Linked DNA regions of Triticum aestivum: region 2 is linked to region 1. Evidence: chromatin contacts called from public Hi-C data. All regions are on one chromosome and are shown on one strand. Each heading gives the region's core, a stretch centred on a gene start, on an enhancer-like site or on the middle of the called end of the contact. The rest is flanking DNA. Distances are from core to core; before and after follow the strand shown.

Region 1 (3,884 bases), core at 896-3,395:
CTCTGAAGACATGATTTATCTGCACAGAAAAACAGAAGGTCACAACAAAGTTGAGAACTAAATTCAACCAAAGTGAGAGCATTATGAGAAATATAGATTAATTTCCAACCAATTTGGGTGAAATTATTACATATAAAAAATAAAACAATAGATGAAAATTACCAGGAAGGTCCCAAGGAGCAAATTTGTACAGCTCAACCTCTGAGATAGCTTCAACAAAAAGTTTCTTCCCCATAATCTTCCTTTTCAAGTAGTAAGAAACAAGCTCAACATCAGTTGGATGGAAACGAAAGCCAGGTGGCAGGCAAGTTTGAGCCATCACTGCAGTGGGTGTCTTGCGCTCAGTATCAGCAGAAGAACACAAGAGGTGAAACACAACCAGAATTGCTTCACCAGATTATGCAATTAACAATACCAGTAAATCAGGGAAATATCAAGTTTGGCAAGAAAGCTTCAGTCCTCGAAAGACAGAATTCAAGGCCGCAGATCAACCAAACTTAAGGAGAGGAGCTCTCAAGAGAACAAACAAGAACCAGAGAAGAGAGCTTCAGAAGATTGCCGTGTGAGCAGAGGACAGCTCACGTTATGACAACTATTCTGAAGGGAGGATCAAAGGATGGATGAGATTAGACCAGAGGAGAGAATGGTCCAACCAAAAGCTGGAGGAGAAACAACTTATGGAAAACCAGGCTTGGCAAGACTCAAGGAAAGCAGTACACCAAGGACTCAAGCGACAAATGTTTCTGAACTCAGATGAGAGAAGTTTGAGTCTTGCCAATTAAACCAACTACCACTGATTCACATGATAGGAAGTACTCGCACAAAACTCCAGATGATCCACTTGTATCAAGTGAATTCTCGGAATTTTATGCAATATATGAACCAGAAGTAGCACGAGTGGAAATAAGGGGATCCCTCGCTGACTTCAAAAGACATGAGTGACTGAGATCAAAAACCTGCATGAGATTAGAAAACATCGTCAGAAAGGAAAAACATAAACAGCAGAAAAATACAGAATACATGTGTTCTATGTTTTATCCTTCGATCCAAATAACTAAAGTCCCAGGAAGCAAAGAAAAGACTGCATATAGCAAGTGAATTTTACATTGTACGCAATTCAAAGTGAAATAGCGCATTAACAACATGAATCTAACCTACACCATCGCTTCACCAGATTTTACTAGTATATTTCATATTGGCTCGGATGTAACTCATGAAAAAACTAGTTGACAAAAAGAAAACTGTGAAAAGGATCATACAGGACTTTCAGCGCTGCACTTAGATAACCAAAGATCAAACCATTGTGAGCACCTAATATATTTTCACCAAGTTCAGGTACCCCAAAATATTGAGCTTAATCACAAACCACATCAGTGCAGCAGAAATAAAAATATATAATAAGCACATTAGCATCCAACCTACGATCTAACCAAAACTTACACGCTATGATACTTCATAGGCACAGATGATATTATTAACAAAACAAAAGTAATTTTTCCCACAAACGGAAAAAAAAAACTAACGGATGTTTCCTAGAATAAACTGCCTTGGATCAGTTCCGGACCATTAGTTCAACCATCTAATAGAATCCACCGATCCATCACAAGGCACCCAAAGGAATCGAGCCTAAATAGACGCTGAACAATCCAATTCCCGACCAAATCTCAAACTTTCGCGACGCTACTACAACATCTGGATCGCATAACCCCAAATCAACGCGTAGATCGACCGATCGATCGACCACAAACCCTAATCGGCCGTAAACTTCGACGGACGGAAGACCAGACCAATCCGTGCGGCGATTGCTTAACCACCACCTCAGAATCGACGGATCGGACGCAGATCGCCCGAATTGGCCATCGGATCGACACGAACCATGACTCGCAACAATCGGCCCCGATCTACCCAGATCGATCGAAGGAAGGGATTGGGGGAGATCGGGAGGGGCGCTTACGAGGGAGAACCGGGGAAGCCAGCAGGACGATGGGGGATGCCGAGGGGGAGGAGGTGAGCGCCGCCGTCTGGTCAATTGTGGAGGAGATGAGATGAGGTGAGGTTTTGGGGGAAGCAATCTCGCGTCGCTGGGTGCGGGGCTCTTTTATACCGGAAAAACGCCGGGGGCGTGGTGCTGGGCCGGGACACTGACTGCCTGGGCCCGCCGGTCCGGGAGTATAGTAGTATTTTTTAATCCCCTTGTGCGCTTCCCGGAAACTTCCGCTCCACGCGACGATTGCCCAATGAAAAAAATTATATGAGACCAGGTCTCATATAAATCAGGTGAGACCCGCCCTGATGAATGACATGTAGCATTCACAAATCACAAAGCATCTAATTTCTCCCCCTGATTTTAGGTGGGGGGTAGGGTGGATGCTTTGTGATTTGTGAATGCCACGTGTCATCCATCAGGATAGGTCTCACCTGCTAATCCGTGAGACCTGTTCTCATAGAATTTTTTCCCAATCTTTCCTGGCCCAAAAGTCCAGCCCGGGCGTTTGACCTGCGTCTCCTATTGGCTGCGGGTTTTTTTTTAAGAGGGAAAGAGTGAGAATTTTGGGGCTGGGGGGTTAAATGCGTAATTGTTTCCATGTTTCGGTAGTTACGATGCGATTTCTGTTCTTTGGTTTCTCTGTCCTACTACGGGTGTCGTGGGGCCGCACGTCGCTGATGGGTGGGGCAGCGGTTGTGTGGGCCACACCGCTCGGGATGTGGGTCCGCGGGCTCTTGGAGAGAAAAGTCAGCAGCACGACGCGAGTTTGAGATGTTCCGGTGTCATTATCGTGTCAGACGGTGCATCATCCGACGCGACACAAGCAGGGTGCTCGCCCTTTTCGTTCAGGAACATTCGTCTTTTCTCGATTTGTTGAGGGTCTCTTTTCTGGTTAATTCCTTTTGAGGATCGGCGGTCGGTCCACCATGATTCTCCACGGACAAACATATTCACACGGCCGTATGAGAACATGTCCTTTTTGGGTACCACTCGTTCTTCGGCAAGATTACATTCTGCATTGTACGAAGTTTGACCACGATTGGTGTCTTTCTTTTTTTTTCTTCTTTCTCCTACAAATAGTGGTACTCCTCTAGTCTGAAATTGTCCCACTTTCCATTTGGATAGTCTCGTTTCACCTTTTTCTCTTGCCCTTTGACACCAGTTGATAAAAGATGAGAGCCATGTAAGATATATCGAGGTGACATTCTCAGAAAGAAAAAGATATATTGAGGTGACACAATCGCACTGGGTGAATGTCCGACCTTCACATAGAACGATGCACACAACCAGCAAATGTCCGACCTCCATGTAGCACGATGCACACAACCAATGATGGAGCTACAGAAAAAGGTTGAGTCGGCCAGAGAGCACGCCTTTTCCATTATGTGTTGTGTTGTGCTATGCTGAGGCGCCCGGTGTCTGCTTCTGAGCTCCTTTGCTACATGCATGTTTTGTTGAGGAACGTAGCAAATAATTTTAAAAAAAAATCTACGTGTCATCAAGATCAATCTAGGAGATACTAGCAACGAGAGAGAGGGAGTGCATCTTCATACCCTTGAAGATCGCTAAGCGTAATCGTTGCAAGAACGCGGTTGGTGGAGTCGTACACGCAACGATTTAGATCGCGGTCAATTCCGATCTGAGCGACGAACAACGACGCCTCCGTGTTCAACACACGTACAAGCCGGGGACGTCTCCTCCTTCTTGATCCAACAAGGGGAGAGGAGAAGTTGAGGGAGAACTCCGACAACACGACGGCGTGGTGGTGATGGAGCTCGTGGTTCTCCGGCAGAGCTTCGCCAAGCGCTACGGAGGAGGAGGAGGAGGTGTTGGAGAGGGGGAGGGCTGTGCCAGGGGAAGGGTGCGGCTGCCCTCCCACCCCCCACTATATATAGGG
Region 2 (3,884 bases), core at 374-2,873, 210 kb after region 1:
ACAACCCCCTCCATTATGTATCTCCCTTTGACAAAGGCAGTCTGAGTTGGGGAGATCACTCGAGAGGAACACTCATTCAGCCTATTCATAAGTAGTTTAGTAATAATTTTGAAGCTAACATTCAGGAACATATTGGTCTAAATTTTTGGATTTGTTTAGCATCAACAGTTTTGGGGACTAATGTAATAATCCCATAATTCAATCTATTGATGTCTAGCTTTCCAGTGGCAAAATCCTCTACCAAGTTCTTTAGATCCCACTTGACCAAATCCCAGAAAACCTGATAAAAATCAGCAGGGAAGCCATCAGGTCCTAGACTCTTGTTTCTTTTCATCCCAAAAACCACATCTTTGATTGCTGAGAGGGTAAAAGGTCTAATAAGCTTATCAGCTTCATCATCTGATTTTTTTAGGTTTGGGTCATCAAGGAGACATTAGAGATATCAGGGTGACCAAACATTTTTTTTTGTAAAAATCAGTGTTGTAAGTTAACAAACCCCCCTCGATAACCCCTTCCTCCTGTTCTAGTGAAGTGATTCTATTTTTTCCTCCTACCATTTACTCTAGCATGGTAGTATATGGTATTCCCATCACCATCAGTGATCTCTTTATCTTTATATCTCTGTAGCCATTTTATTTCTTCTTGTTTAAGCAGTCTCTCCAATTGTCTTCTCAAGTCAATTTGTTCTTGTCCATCAAAAGCACACAACCCCAGGCTTTCAGCCCTCCTATCAATGTTGTCCAGTCTTTCCAAAAAAATTACTTTAATTTTTTATACCAAGCATCTACTTTTTTGTTCCAACCCTTAATTTTCTTTCTCAGAATCCTAAACCGAGCTTGCCATCTTTCAAAAGTATCATCTCTGAATCGCTCTCTCAAATTCCATTGGTTTCCATATCTAAAGATAGGTCCACTATTAACATTCTCTCCAGTATCTATAAACAAGGTGCACTCGGTCCCCCCCTTGTATCAAGGTTGTGTGGCGTCTCGACTATTAACACCGTGATCTCATGAAATACAATCTCCTTTCCCCTGAAGAAAAAAAACTGTGAACAAAAAGGTAGCCAGCAATGCACTGCCAGTACGCAGGCGCAACCGAAGTCCTACTTGACAACATTACAATATTCTATCCATCCAGCGAGCAAACACATCTCAGTTGTTCGCTGCTGTCACGGAGAATCCTTTGCAGTATCACAGTCCCGGTAGTCTCCATTCTCTTTTCTTATGCCTTTCTCGTTTGTGGGTGGTTGTCCGTACCTGCCGATCAAACCTGTAGATAGAGCAGAAAAAATATTAGAAGCGAGGAATGATAATCGGGGCACCAAAAAGGTTCACATCAGGTGGGCAAGCTGTCCGTTCGAGTATTCTTCCCGCAACAAAAAGAGTACCACCGCCACGTACGAGCGCAGATCGGCCAATCACAGAAGCCTTCTGCGCCTCCGTATCCCGCACACAACACAACAGCGCGCCCGCCCCGCATCTCCCACTTCGCTCCCGGCCACGCGGGCCACCCAGACTCCAAACCCCACACGTCAGTGACAGCGGCCGCAGATCACACCCGCCCTCCCTACCCGCCGCCCGGGCCAGCAACCGCCTCCCCCTCGCCGTGCCCGGGACCCCCCCCCCCCCCCCGCACCGCCGTGAGGTTTATACCAGAGTTTGCGAGTCAACTCGCGCCACCGCCACCGCCACCACGCGCGCGGAGACCTCTCCCCCCCAGGGCGTCGCCGACGTGGCGTGGCCTCCGCGCGGTTCCGCTCCGGCGAGGCGGGCCGATTTGGCGGGCCAAGGGATGGGAGATCTGGCGGCGGGCAGGAGATGGTGAGCGCCAGCACTAGCCGGGGCGGCTCGGGTCGCGCCGCTCAGAGGGGCGGCGGCGGAGGCGGCGCCCTGCCCGGGAGCCCGCGGGTGTCCGCGGCGGCGCAGCGCAGGTGGTGGGGGGCCTCGGGCCCGTCGCTGGAGCGGGTCGCCCTCGCCTTCTGCGTCGCCTCCGTGGCGCTCGCGCTCTCCTGCGCGCTCTACCTCTACGTGCTCCGCTACCTCGGGCGGGGGCAGGCCGTGGCCGGGTTCGTCGGGGAGGACCTCGGGGCGTGCGACGTGTTCGACGGCAACTGGGTCCCCGACGCGGCCTACCCGCTCTACAACAGCTCCGACTGCCCCTTCGCGGAGAAGGGGTTCAACTGCCTGGCCAACGGCAGGGAGGACACCGGCTACCTCAAATGGCGGTGGAGGCCGCGCCGCTGCGACGTGCCGAGGTTCACCGCCGGCGCCGCGCTCGAGCGGCTCAGGGGGAAGCGTGTCGTCTTCGTCGGGGATTCCATGAGCCGCACGCAGTGGGAGTCCTTCATCTGCATGCTCATGCCCGGGGTGGAGGATCCCAAGACCGTCTACGAGGTGAATGGGAACGAGATCAGCAAGACCATACGGTTCCTGGGTGTGAGGTTTGCGTCCTTCGACCTCACCGTGGAATTCTTCCGGTCCGTGTTCCTTGTCGAGCAGCGCCCTGCGCCCAGGCATGCGCCCAAGAGGGTCAAATCGACTCTGAGGCTGGACAAGATGGATAATATCAGTCGGAAATGGGTGAATGCCGATGTTCTGATTTTCAACACCGGGCACTGGTGGACTCCCACCAAATTGTTTAATACGTAAGTTTTCTTGCTCTGTTTTGCTATGCTCGTTTAGTTCTAACCATGATAAATGTGTGTTTTCAGTACTGTAAGTATCTTGTTCGTCTTTCTCATATTTCATTAGAATCATATTTAATGTGTGTGTGTGTGTGTGTGTGTGTGTGTGTAATTAGTTGAATTGGGCACAAAAAACAGTATGAATAGGTAATACAAACTCCATTTCGATGATGTTACCTACTTTAAGTATTTGTAAGCTCCCAAGGATCCATTTGGCATCACTGTGGATTACGAATTTGGTTAAGTTGGTTTTAGGTAACTGGGTGTTTGGCTACCTGTTTTTTTCCCTGTCAAGTTGCAAACAAATATGTATCTGCATTCCTGAACATATGAGATGAAATTTGAGACGAAAAACATTTAATTCACTTCTACTTAGCAGATTAATAGGATTTTGTACTATTTCATCAACTTAAAAAATAAGTACAGCGAGCACAACACAACAACCGCAAGCTTGAGCCTAACTCAACTTCTTGTTTCTATGCACCTCAAATCAAATGTATACATGGAAATGAGAGGAAAATATCAATTATACTCATATCCTATTCTAACAGTGAGATGCCAATTATTTCCATATTCTAGCAATGCCATGATTCTGAAATCATGGAAACGAGAGGAAAATAGCAATGCCATGGTTATACTCATATTCTATTCTAACAGTGAGATGCTGCTTAGGTGCGAATATGCACAGCAAATTTGACACTGGGATGAGATGACTTGTGTGAATAAGTCAGAGGGGAACATAATGTGTTAGTGGAAGAACCAATCAAGAAATAATAGGACAGGGAAAAATTTACGATTAGCCGTCCCATCATGCATTTCACATTACCCTTCCCAGTCGATCTACCTCATAAAGTTCCTCCCACAAACCTTAGCGCTAGTTCCATCAGTTGTGATCCATCCCCTCACCCTTCTTCAGTTCCCAACATTTTTACCTTATTGTCCTTCACTAGCTTCTTTTATGCCAAGCTGAGCATAAATCTGCGAAACAGTGTGCCCCTAGCCTATCTTCCTGCTCATCACAGGCACGGGCGTGACATTGGTTAAGCAGGGGCTAATGGTAATGACATTGCTAATTGACAATATGAACAGGTGATGACTTAGCAGATGCTGTTTGCTGGATGTTATGTGTCTTCCATTCGGCATACTTTTCTTTTTCAAGTTAGTAGTTAGCTAGTCTCTGGTAATAGTGGGTACATTACAT

What was found. A called contact is a pair of places that touch in the nucleus more often than the background predicts.
Region 2: a Hi-C map of leaf shows a contact between it and region 1, with 5 times the contacts expected there. The contact joins the promoter of LOC123056814 here to the promoter of LOC123056787 in region 1. A contact is called at or near these places in 5 of 5 Hi-C or Micro-C datasets (leaf, root and an unstated tissue) and 1 of 1 datasets of contacts at active chromatin or transcription factors (leaf).

The regions. Positions count from the first base shown.
Region 1 is chr1A:463,488,558-463,492,441 of IWGSC CS RefSeq v2.1, forward strand. It overlaps LOC123056787 (NAC domain-containing protein 82), which reads right to left and starts at 2,146. Exons shown (of 6, transcript XM_044480068.1): 1 at 1,955-2,146; 2 at 163-956; 3 at 1-19. The coding sequence starts at 319.
Region 2 is chr1A:463,703,497-463,707,380 of IWGSC CS RefSeq v2.1, forward strand. LOC123056814 (protein trichome berefringence-like 7) reads left to right here and starts at 1,624. Exons shown (of 4, transcript XM_044480079.1): 1 at 1,624-2,644. The coding sequence starts at 1,818.